Regions from separate parts of the Capsicum annuum genome. Here region 2 is linked to region 1. Evidence: chromatin contacts called from public Hi-C data. All regions are on one chromosome and are shown on one strand. The core of a region is the stretch at or near the end of the contact, and the rest is flanking DNA. Distances in the headings are between cores, read along the strand shown.

What was found. A called contact is a pair of places that touch in the nucleus more often than the background predicts.
Region 2: a contact with region 1 is called in a Hi-C map of leaf, with 3 times the contacts expected there. The contact joins the enhancer-like site here to the promoter of LOC107870342 in region 1. A contact is called at or near these places in 2 of 5 Hi-C or Micro-C datasets (leaf and placenta).

What each region holds. Positions count from the first base shown.
Region 1 is chr5:13,140,224-13,146,977 of UCD10Xv1.1, reverse strand. It overlaps LOC107870342 (glycine--tRNA ligase, mitochondrial 1), which reads left to right and starts at 2,398. Exons shown (of 9, transcript XM_016716835.2): 1 at 2,398-2,976; 2 at 5,088-5,470; 3 at 5,755-5,872; 4 at 6,122-6,316; 5 at 6,410-6,634. The coding sequence starts at 2,476.
Region 2 is chr5:13,272,993-13,279,746 of UCD10Xv1.1, reverse strand. It overlaps the pseudogene LOC107870340. Among protein-coding and RNA genes, the nearest start is that of LOC124898702, 7.1 kb to the left of the region's middle. Within about 2 kb of position 3,591, at least 2 of the 5 cell types and tissues checked have an H3K27ac peak or open chromatin away from gene starts, as enhancers often do. A contact at or near this core is called in leaf, where this site is marked.

The DNA of each region.
Region 1 (6,754 bases), core at 1,149-3,648:
CGGTCCGATTTCTAGTTTGAAAATACGGGGTGTTACAGAGAAACACGAAGAACTTGCTACAAGGTTAACGCTAAACTGGAGGAATGAAAATAGACCACAGAATCTATAGAGTTTAGGTTGAACAGGAGTGCAGGACCAAGATCGAATATCTAAAGTATAAGTTTAGTGATGTAATGCGTGAGGTCAGTGTAAAATCTACAAATCATTCAAAAGAGAGAAAGTTTTAAGTATCTTGCATTCATAATCCAAGGAATTGAGAAATTGATGAGGATGTCACTCACCAATACGGTATAGGATGGATGAAATGAAAGTTCGCGTCCGAAATATTATGTAACAAGAAAATGCCAATAAAACTTAAATACTAGTTCTGATAGTAGTAGCTAGACTATTATGTTGTATGGGATGGAGTGTTGATGCTAGTCAAGGACTCTCGTGTTTAAAAGTTGAAAGCTATCGAAATGAGAATATTACAATGGATGTGTGGAAATAGTAAGAGTTATGATTAGAAATTAGGATATAAAGGACAAGGTAGGCAATTTGATGGAAGACAAGATGCAAAAAGTGAGATCAAGATGACCTGAAGATGAGACGTACAGATGCCTCAGAGCAGAGGTGTGAAAAATGGCTATGAATAATTTGAGGAGAGAGAGGTAGACCGAAGAATTATCGAAAGAGGTGATTAGACATTACATGACATGACAAAGTTTCAACTTATCAAGGACATAATCTAAGATAAGAGGTTATAGAGGATAATGACTATAGTAGAAAGTTAACATGTAATAGTGTGTTGTCTAATTATTTATGATCCATACTAGTAGTTTTCGTATTGCTCATGTAGTTTTTGATCCTTGACTTATATAATTACTTATTGTTAATTTGTTGAACTTTGACTGTCGTATTATTTATTGTTGTTATTGTCTTGTACTATCTGTTAATTTTTACTTCGGCTCTTTGTTTTTTTTGTTTTGAACTTTCTCTGAACTTTTTTTTTTCTTAAGCCAAATGTCTATCGAAAACACTCTCTATCTTTAAGGTAAGCATAAAGTCTGTGTATATTCTACTCTTCTTAAAATTCACTTTGCATGGTTATACAACACATTGTTGTTGTTATTTTTAATAGAGAAAAAAATATCAAAGCACCTCTAAATTTGTCCGTCAAATTTACTTTAGCCTTAATTTTACGGGCAATTATTTATCCCCTAAACAACTTTTGAGTGAATTAGTATCACCTCTGGTGCTAATGTGAGATTAAAAAAAAAACTTAAAAGCATTTTTTTTTGCACACTTGACCTGCCTGGGTAATTGTAACAGAAAATTAAGTTTAACTGATGGTGTAAAATATTTTTTACAGAATAGTGTAGAAAACTTAAATTATATTTAAAAACATTACTCCTAATTACTTTTTTTTAAAGGCAAAATATATAGATAGACTCATGAATTTTTTGACTTTTCGTATTGACACTTTAATTAAGTCATGTACTTATTGAACCCTTTATTTATTCACAAATGTGTCAATTAAGCACAAATTGCATAATTTCATATTAGGTTTGACGCGTGAAAGTCAATTGCCATGACATGAAAATTATAACCAACGATAAAATTACATGTCATCCAAGAAAAAAAGTTAATTTTTTGTTAAAAAAAATAATTTTATTTTTTTGCCGCCTTCTTCCTCTAGTCTTTCATCCCTTTCCACCATTAAAAGTTCATCTTCACTCCTCCATTTTCTACCAAAACAACATCCAACAGTCATAAGAGGAAGAAAAAGAGTAAAAATACAAAACATACTTATATACAACAACAAGCAACAATAACAAAGAAGAGACCCACACGATTCAAATTTTTTTTTGGTGAAATCTTCGCTGGAAAACGCCATTCCAACATAACCAGCCACCCTCCCAACACCACTAAACCACCACCAAAACACTCGCAACGACCTTCACCTCATTTTCTGTCTAATCGTCGGTGAAACCCATCTAATGCATCCATTGACCAACTTCGAACCATCATTCACTTTATTAAAAAACGATTAGTTTTCTCTATTTTCACACATCCCATTAAATAATTTTTGCACAAGAACTCAGATTATAATATTTTGGAGGAATTTTACCTTCAACTGATAAGAAGAATTTTTTTTTAAAAAAGAACATAAATAAGAATAAATTACGGTTTCTCACATTTTTGAGGAAATAAGAATATTTTGGGAGAAATGTGGTCAATTGACACATTTTATGAAGAATTTCAGAGTTTAATAGGTACATGACTTAGTTGAGACATCAATACGAGAAAAGTCAAAAAATTCAGAAATCTATTTACTTATTTTGTCATTTTTTAATGTTTGTAACTTATGTTTTAATTTAATTTAATGTTGTATTTTTTTTCCAACTAATTTAATGTTGTATTTTTTTTCCAACTAATTTAATGTTGTGTTACCCCCACCTAGAAAAACCTAGTGGACTAACGCTTTAGTGCTGCATGCGTATCCTTCATACTCTGACTATTTACGCATTTTCCCTCCGCCGCCGCCGCGTAAACCCCACGCATTTCTCCCTTAAACCCTACATCGGAGCTCCTCATTCTTCCGGCTCAATGTCCACCGCCTACGCCGACGAAAACTCACTTCGCCGAACACTCGCACAAAAACAATCAACCATCGAAATCCAAGGCGGCGCCGTTCGTCAATTAAAGTCATCAGGTGCATCGAAGTCGGAAATCGATGCTGCTGTACAAGCATTGAATGCGTTGAAACTCGAGAAAGCGGATATTGAGAGTAAGTTACAAGCTGCTATTGGTGGTGGTGCTGGTGGTATTTCGGCTGCGAGTAGAGATGCGTTTAGACAGAATGTTGTGAATACACTTGAACGACGGTTGTTTTATATTCCGTCGTTTAAGATATATAGAGGTGTTGCTGGTCTTTATGATTATGGTCCTCCTGGTTGTTCTGTTAAGTCGAATGTACTCGCTTTCTGGCGCCAGGTTAGTTTCCATTTTTTCATGAGCATACTATTAGTGTTTCAGTATTTTAGTGAATCAATTAGTTTTGGCATGTTAGTGAATTATCTGTAGCGCAACTCGACCAATTCCACGAGATACCTGCCACCTATGACCTGCAATAGTTCTGGTGTTCGTGTTAGATTGTGTGCACCTTAATTAAATTCCATGAGATACATGCAACCTGCTACCCGCAATAGGTACCAGGTTATACTGTTCACCAAGGCTATATCCAGGTGACACTGTCCACCAAGGCTATGACAGATGGGTAGAAATCACCTATTAATTTTTGATAATCATGGTGTTTGGGCCAGGTTGCATGCACCACGACTAATCCCATGAGATACCTGCCATCTCCCACCCACAACATGTACCCGATGACATTATCTACTTAGGCTAGGACATATGGGAAAAAATCATTTAGTGTTTTTGTTTTTTAATAATTGTGGTGGCCGGATCAGCTTGCGTGCACCTTGATTAACTCCATGAGATACATGCCAACTTTCACCCACAATAGGTACCCGATGACACTGTCCACTAGGGCTATAACAGACGGCAAGAAATCACCTATTAATTTTTGATAATCCTGGTGTCTGGGACAAGTTGCATGCACCACGACTAATCCCACGAGATACCTGTCATCTCCCACCCACAATGTACCTGATGACACTATCTACTTAGGCTAGGACATATTGGAAGAAATAATTTAGTGTTTTTGTGTTTTAATAATTGTGGTGTCCGGACCAGCTTGATCTCAGCTAATTCCTAATTCCGCGAGGTACCTGCTACCTACCACCTGTATTAGGTACTAGGTGACTCTGTGACTCTTTCCATCAAGGTTAGTTAGGACATATGGGAAAAATCACCTAGTTTTTTCTTTAATAATTGTGGTTTCTGGTCTAGCTTGCGTACACCCCACCCGCATTAGCTACCAGGTGACTCTGTGACTCTGTCCACCAAGGTTAGGACATATGGGAAAAAATCACTTAGTTTTTTTTTTTTAATAATTGTGGTTTCTGGGCTAGCTTGCATACACCTCGGCTAATTCCTAATTCCGCGAGATACTTGCTACCTCCCACTCACATTAGGTACTAGGTGACTGTGTCCACCAAGACTATAACATATGGGAAGAAATTACCTAATGTTTTTTGTCTCGTGAATGCTATGTATCCCTTCTGCTCTATGCAGGATTAAATTGGAAGATGAAGGGCATTTAGAATTTCTATTTAAATTTTTGAAAATGTTCTTACAAGTTTCAATTCATTGACCTCCAATCAGAATGCTTATAGTCAACACAGTAAGAACCGGAGGATTTGCATTTTGGTTGTGGCAAACAATTTGTATAGCTATTTCCTTATATATTCGCTAAACGTTGTGTTGCGGCCAATATCACGCAACTCGACTAATTCCACGCGATACTTGCCACCTCCCACCAGCAACCAGCAATAGGTGCCACTTAACTCTGTCTATTAGCACAAATGGGAAAAACTCACCTAGTGTTTGAACCTGAAACTTTGATTCAACCTAGTTATTGACCACTAAGCCACAACCTTGGTTGATATTTCTTGAATATGCCTTAGCTAATATTTAAAAATTAACCTAAAGAAGATAGGTAACAATAGTTCAGTAAGGGTTTTAGGGGTGCCCAGCACTTTCTCACTAAGCAAATATCCTTCCTTAGAATCTATATTGCTCGGACTCTCCAAAAATGATGCTGCATTGTGTTGGATCCTTCAAAAATGAACTACTTTTAAAGTCCAACACGCACCCGTTGACATTTTTGAAGAGTCCTAATAAAATAGCATATAATCACTAGGTTCAAGGCTAGTTGAGTCAAATATATTCAATGGGGTTCGTTTTATAGAACTTTAATAATCGGATCAGGTGATATAGCACCCTATAAAAGGAAGAAATGTTTTTGGGAAATTTAAAAAAACAACTCGAAAGAGGTTAGAAAGGCATTCATGGCCAAAAGACAGTAAGCAATTGCATCTACCTTAAACTGGTTAAAAGACTAGAAACTCAAGTTTTGGAGCTGTTAAGCTTTGTATTCACCTTCTCATGATTTTTTGACTGGTTTTCCTGTCATATTCCAGCATTTTGTTTTGGAGGAGAACATGTTGGAAGTTGACTGTCCCTGCGTGACCCCTGAGGTTGTCCTAAAAGCATCAGGTCATGTTGATAAGTTCACTGATCTTATGGTTAAGGACGAGAAGACAGGAACATGTTATCGTGCTGATCATCTGCTCAAGGATTATTGTAAAGAAAAACTTGAGAAGGACTTCAGCCTGTCTGCAGAAAAGGCTGCAGAATTGAAGCACATTCTTGCAGTCTTAGATGATCTCTCTGCTGAGCAGCTTGGTGCCAAGATAAAGGAATATGGTATAACTGCACCAGATACAAAGAATCCACTTTCTGATCCTTATCCATTCAACCTGATGTTTCAGACATCCATTGGTCCATCTGGCGTGAGCCCAGGGTAAGAATCATGTTTCTGAATCTATTAGTTTAATGAACTTATTAGAAAAAAATCTATTGGTTTAACGGAATTTCTGGTACAACGGAGTTCATGATTCAGTATTTTTCATACTAGGTCTCCTTTTTCGCCTGATTAAACTTCCCCTATTTTCTTTTCCTACTTAACAAAGTTCGAGTCTGTCATACTGCCAGAGGTCTCTGTGAACTCCATATGCTGGTTATTATATGCTTATTGTTCTTTTGAAGCTTGTCTCACTTACGTGCTACCTTTTTCTTTCGTTGCAGGTATATGCGTCCTGAAACAGCACAAGGCATATTTGTAAATTTCAAAGATCTATACTATTATAATGGAAATAAGCTTCCTTTTGCTGCTGCCCAAATTGGTCAGGCTTTTAGAAATGAGGTCATAAGCTCTTCTTTTCAATTGTGAATTACAATGTCTTTCTGCACTTCGTCTATTGTTCTGGATATGGTTATGCTATGTGTGTTAGTAATCTTTATAACCAAATTAAACTAGTTAAGACTCTTTCCGCACCAGATATGCACATCATGTTGCAAAATAAAGTATAAGTCTCTTTCCGCACCAGATATGCACATCATGTTGCAAAATAAAGTAAGCAGTAATTAATTGTTGTAGAATTTGTTTCTGCAGATATCTCCCCGACAAGGTCTTCTCAGAGTTCGTGAGTTCACTCTGGCAGAAATTGAACATTTTGTTGATCCCCAGGACAAATCTCATCCAAAATTTACAGATGTTGCAAAATTGGAGTTTCTAATGTTTCCTAGAGATGACCAAGTGTCTGGACAATCTGCAAAGAGACTACAGCTTGGCGAAGCTGTTTCTCGAGTGAGTTTCCGTTGTGTGTCTTTGTACTTGTTCCTCTTTCTTGCCCTTGTATATGCAAGCCATAACATCATTATCTGAATCAATTTTGGCCAGGGAACTGTCAATAATGAAACGCTTGGATATTTTATTGGGAGAGTTTATCTTTTCCTAACACGGCTTGGAATAGACAAAGACCGTCTGCGTTTCCGCCAACATCTTGCAAATGAGATGGCTCACTATGCTGCAGATTGTTGGGATGCTGAAATTGAGAGTTCTTATGGTTGGATTGAATGTGTTGGTATTGCTGATAGATCTGCATATGATTTGCATGCCCATTCGGTAAAAGTTTACCTTTGTTTTATCTTACTTTTAGAAGTTATTGTATAGTTGTGGTTTATCTGTGAATATTTTGTGAGTGGAAGATCTTTGGTTTGGGAAACACCCTCAAACCACTTCTTC
Region 2 (6,754 bases), core at 2,342-4,841, 130 kb before region 1:
CATGAATATTTATAAAATGTGGTGATTTTCGGGGACAAATAATATTTATCCTAGGTTGTTATTTCATGTTAGATGCTTCAAGATGTCTGAATGAGCTGTTTGATTCAAGATGCTGTGTTGAGAAAAATGAGTTATGAAATGCGCATTACCTGTTTGGTAAAATGTCTGAATGAGCTGTTAGATTTTTACTAGTGAAATGCATTTTCCTTATTTGCTTTCTTAGTGATTTCTTAGTTGGAACTCCTTGCTGGAAGATGCTTAATCGAGTCTATTTCTTGGTTTTACAGTTGTTTGTTGATGTAACAAACACTTAAAATACTCAACATAGGGAACTTATTCCTTCGATTGCAAGCTTAAACGAACTGTTACAAAGAAAAGCCTAAAAAGTGTGCAAATTAAGGAATTACACCAGAAAATGGAATAGAGAATGGTGATATTCATGTAAAAGTTGTTTTCTTGCTAACCATTCTGCTTAAATTCATAGGTAAGACTGATATTGCTTTGCCGCTGGATAAGTTGTCTTTGGATTTATTAAAACAAGTGGAGGGGCCACCAAGTCCTGAGAGGAGGTAACTTTAGTATGTGATCTTGGACTAGCCTTTCTAACATTAGTTTTTCACCAAGTCCTGAGAGGAGGTAACTTTAGTATGTGATCTTGGACTAGCCTTTCTAACATTAGTTTTTAGTGTCTGATTCAATGTCTAGTAGATTGTCACATCAAAGTTTCAATGTTGATTCACTTGTAATGTTGTTTTATGATGCCCATTTGCCTTTTGTTCTTCCATTGGAGCTGCCAATTCACAGTTTGTCATGAATTATGCTTGTTTATGATGTAGAGCTACCCGACGTAGTTTTCACTTTTTTAAGAAACGTACTGGTATTCATGTTGGAAAGGGGATGGACAAGTTAAATACAAGGAACAAATTGGTTTTTTTTTTTTTAAAAGTTTATTACAAGGAAGCAAAGTTGAGTAGTTTCCGAGTCTATTTTCCAGAGTGACAACTCTCACAATTGAAGTAGGGTTGAAACACTTCCATAATGTCTTAGAAGGCATGCATAAAAAAGTGAAAAGAAGCAAGACATGAATATGCATAGTTGCCTACATATTTAGGTTTATTATGGATTTCATTTATTTCCTATCCTTTACCCTTCTTCCCCCTATTCGACCCCTCCTACAGAAACTTGCTAACTCTCACTCTTCCTACTAGGAAAAGGACATATGTAGTTCTTGTATCAACAGGAAGTTTTAATCCTCCAACTTATATGCACTTGCGTTGTTTTGGTACGTATTATACAACCTTTACTATGTTTCTCTCGCTGATCTTTTTCTTCTTCTTTTTATCCCTTTATTCCCACTCGGGGAGGGAGATTGTGGATTGAAGGAGGTGTATGTGTGTGGGTACCAAGGAAAAGAATCCTCCATGTTTTTTCTTCTATTCAGATAAAAGCGACAAGTCATGTATAGTCCTAACTCCTCCAGTACATAAGCTGCTCAGAGTTAATATGATTTTAAGAAAATGCAGTTCGTTTAGTCTGTTTATTGGGTTTTGCTGAACTTTTTGCTATATTGATTCAGAGTTGGCAAGAGATGCATTGACTTCAGAAGGATTTTGTGTGATTGGAGGTTACATGTCACCAGTAAATGATGCATCTAAGAAGAAGGTAGCATAGCTTTAGGAACTTCAAAATGTATAACTTGTAAGGGGAGAAATGTACTATCATGTCCTTTCTAGTCACGAGAGGTGTAGTTTCTTGCTGTCTTAGCACTTTTGCAGGTCAAATATGTTTTAAGAAGTGGAACATGCTTTGTATCTTGTTTCATTGTTACTAACACACAGGAAAGATCTTACTAATGTATTTCCTCCGTACTTTTGTAGAGTCTTGTATCTGCTGAACATCGTGTTGCAATGTGTGAGTTAGCTTGTAAAAGCTCAGAATTTGTTATGACGGATCGCTGGGAGGTCTCTCTCTCTCTCTCTCTATCAATCTATTTATCTCCTCCTCCTCCTCCTCTCCACCAGAAAAAGAATCCCCAAAACCTCCCTTTTTAATGTGAGCAATATTAAGGTACTACTTGGTATGATTGCATCACCCAGTTTTATATATGACGTATTTACACCACTGCCGCAGTCTGGGACAAACTAAATTACCTTCATCCCGTCTATGATTTTGCTTGAAATTATTTGTGCAGGCAAGTCAGGATAGCTATCAACGAACATTTACAGTTCTTTCTAGAATAAAAACCGCTGTCATTGATGGAAGTTTGGCATCCACTGGTAAGATCCATAATTGACATAAGTCAGTCTGTTGGAATACTGTTGATCGAAATTCAGATTAATGGTCAATGGTTACATGAGAAACTTGCAATCCTACCGAAACCAGCTTTTTCTTTTTGATAAATATTATGTCGTTCCTATGTTTTTAGTGAAAGAAAATTTTTTTTTTTCCCCCTCCAGCCCCCCCCCCCCCCCCCCTCCCCCCCACACACACATACACAGAGAAAAGGGAAAGGAGAAAACATACTACCTTATTCCATTTTTTACAAGAGCCATATGTGTGATAATGTTAGCTTGCAGAAATCTTTAGCATTCGTTTTTATGCCTCCATCTTATTTAACATGTAACATGTTAGTATAGTTTCAATACGTTGTGTACAATTATCAAACTCTACACGCCCATTTTGCAATTTCTCTGCACTCTGGCTTTACTTAGGAGTTGCAATACGTGGTGTACGATTATCAAACTCTACACGCTCATATCTGCAGATCTTCCTTGCCCATGAACTGGTGGGTTTCATCTCCAAGTTCTTGCTCACAATTTTTCCCCTTGGAAGGTAAAGAAGAAACTTTGCATGCTTAGTATATGTTTTGGTTGTTACCAACTTATAGTTGAAGGAAAAGTAAGAAGAAACTATTTTCCGAAGCAAGTGATTTAGTTGTTGAAGCCTAGCTTCTTCATTGTCTAAAGCTCTGAGCGATTAGTTAGTAGATCACTGTGCAGTTCATTTCTCTTGTGGAGGTAGCTTTGTTGTGTACTGATGTGTACTTTCTCAGCTTCAAATTGAATGTGATGTTCTACAGATTTGATGTTCAGTTTGTAAAATTGAATATTTTCACTTCCATCACTCAACTTGTCCCACTTATCGTAATCAATGCGCATGTTTCTTACTACCTAATAAATTACTTATTACCTAAGTCGCTATGCAACCTTAAGAAACTGCTCAAAAGTGAACATGCCCTTCTATCTGGAGAAGACTTTAACAAACTTCCGTTAAAGTTCAAAACAGTGGTTATTTTTCTTGCAGAAGACCTCAAGGTCATGCTAGTATGTGGTTCTGATCTGCTAGAATCTTTCAGCACACCTGGCATTTGGATACCTGAGCAGGTAAATTAAGATACCTCCTTTATGTTGGACTGAAGTTATGCTCTTATAATGTTTCGGAGAAGAAATAGGATATGTTTATCTGTTGATTTTCTAGGTCAGGGCCATATGTAGAGACTTCGGCTTGGTTTGTGTCCGAAGAGGTGGCCAGGATGTTGATACATGTAAATTTGCAGAAGAATATCCGAGTCGTGGATGAAGTAGTGCCAAATGGAATCAGTTCAACAGGGCTAAGGTGAAAAATCGTCGATCTGACTAGCTAGGAGGATAAGAAATAAATCTTGGACATTCTTTCTTTCCTTGGTCTTTCGTTCTGTCATATTCCTAATAACTTATCCAATTACAACGTATTAACCGCTAATGCAAGAAACATGTGAAGTGTATGGCTAACCCAATAACGAAAGTTTCGTAAGGGGACTGGAGCAGGCTACCATGAGACAAAAGATCTTCTTTCTAAAGAGATTCGATTCGGAACTCTTACAAAGAACAATTATCCAACTGAATCTGGAGATTTTTTATTTTTTATTTTTATTTTTATTTTTATTTTTTAGTGTGTGAGAAATAAGTATACAGATCCTGCTGAAGGAGTTCATGGCTTCATGTGATTAGGAGAACAGAACAAAGATTTCATTAAAAGTTCATCTATTCATGAAGCATAATTGGCTTTGCCTTTCCTTTCCCCTTCCTCTTTTGTTTTTGTTTTAAACCATAATTGGATACTTTCTTGCTATATATGTTTTAGGACTCTTCAAATTTCAAAATGTCACTAAGTGCATGATGGATCTTCCAAAAATGCACTATTGCATTTTTGAAGGATTAGATATAGATACAACAACATATTTTCTCGGCTAAAAGTGACGGCATTATTTTCGCAATAAGAAGAACGTGGGCTATTATTAGCATCATGCAACTAAATTTCATGTCCAGGTTCAAAAATAAGGAAATAATTGACATTACATTTATTTATTATTAGCATAGGTAGCTTACTAGTATACATCATAAGAGTGAAAGCAATTGAAAAAGGTCTTTTTATTAGAGATTTTTAATTTTACGCATAAGAGATTTTAAAAAGTCATATTTTTTATTCTAATTGTAAGTGAGCAAGAATACAATACTCCAAACAAAGTTTAAACAATAAAACATTATTCTAGCATGGATATTGAAGCTCAAAGTCATCTTAAGTTTACTGTCTGAACTGTCCATATGGATACATAACCCCAGGCAACCCATTGTTAGTAGCAATTGAAGAAGATGAATCAGTGAGACCATCATCATTCGCCTCCATCTCTTCATTTCTGTAAATTTAGAAGCGGTAAAATTAATTCAATTTTTTTGGTAATCTATTTAACTAAATTAAGTTTTAATGGGTTGGACTACGATTAATTTGTTGACTTGATACAATTGCATTTGAAATGACTCATAAATTTCTTGGGTTAGACGGGCCAACATAGTGACACGACGAATCGAATGTAACTCGAATACAAATTAATACGGATTTTTTTAAAAAAGAAGTTAGACCATGTTGTATGGATTGAATTATGATTCAATTTTTGGAAAATTATACGCAATGACCTTCAAAATAGATGATTTTAATACTTCTGGCTCTCGGTTGTCCAATGAACAAATCATCAAGGTCAAAAATCAAAAGCGTTGCCCATGAAACAAAACTTGAATTGGATAGAAAAATTCAAGACCACTTATTTTCAAATTAATCCTTTTAAATCATCCTTTATTACTTGACTTATGGCCCATTCAAGTTTGATCAACTGACCCATTTGACTTTTTACCTAACATTTATCATGGCAGCTACAACAAGATCATAAAACAGCTCAGTTGGCAAAAGAATATGAGTATGCTAGCCCAACTTTGTTCATGGCCCAAAGATATCTTCAAATGTCATAATCTTACGTTGCTCCCCGTGACAACGTTCATTGGCTGATTTATATAATAGCTCATTAATTTTTGGATATCTTCCTTTTCATCATTGATAATTTTTACCTGCATTGGAAGAATATTGTGCATGATTCTCGTCACATTGGCGACGAGTAACTGAAAATTCTGTAAGCGTATGCCTAGTTGCTCAGCTTCTGTGTCAGTATTATTCGGACCTTACATACATATCATAGCCGAAATAGTTTTAGTTTTCAAACATAAAAACTTGAACTATGTTTAAGACTCACTATAAGAAAATGTACTTATAGCTACAAAATCTAAGTTAGCCACAAAAACTTGAATTTCATGGCTATCTATAAATTCGTAAATTTTCTTAGGCACAAAAATTAAATTGACAAAGCTAAATCTTCATTTTGGTTATAATTGCTAACAATCGTGGCAATACTTATCTAAATAGCTATAGTTTTACTGCTACAATAAAATTTTATAGCTAACTATAAGTTTTTGTCTCACAATAAAAGTAACTGTAGCATCAGTAACCTTTTAGCTATAACAAATTATTTGAAACAAACTATTGTAGCTAAATATAATGATTTTGCTTCAAGTTACAAACATTGTGACTATAATTAAATGAAATAACCATAAATTTTTTGCTAGAATAAAATTTTGCAGCTTACAATAAATTTTTGCCACGCGATAAAAATAATTGTAGCAATAGTAACCTATTAACCACAACAAACTATTTGGACCAAAATACTGTAGCTAAATAAATTTCTTTTGTGTCAAAATATAAGAAATTGTGGTAATAGATAAACAATATAGCCACGCCTTTTTTGCTATAGTAAATTTTGTAGCTAATTATTAATTTTTATCACGGGTTAAAATTTATTGTAGTAATAATAACATTCACGATAAATTAATTTTAAATAAAATGTTATGGTTAAATAAATATATTTGCTTCAAGTATGTATAAAAATTTATTGTAGCAATAGTAACCTTTTAGCCGTAAGAAAGATTACTTAAAATAAAATATTATAGTTAACTATTTTTTTTAATTTGGAGTACTAAAAATCATATAGTTGGCTTGATAATAAGTATAATTATTTGTTATTACAAAATGATTTAGCAATAAATTTATTAAAATCTTGAAGTTCATTATTTCTTATCATGAGTTGAAAATTGTTGCAGCAATACTAATCTCGTGTAGTTAGGGGTGTTCACCTATCGTTCGATTCGATTTATACTCCATATTTAATTTTGAATTTCATAAATACGTGATTATATCCAATTAATTTTGAATAACTAATTATACCAGACATAAATATAACTTGCTAAGTTTCACTGACATTTCATTCTGATCAAGTGTTTCTTGACTCAAGCTTATTTCATTGAAATAATATCTTTATCGATTTAACGTGGCTGGAGGTGTTAATTGTCATTTAATCAAATTTTATAGCTTCTAAGTATTAAATATAATTTAA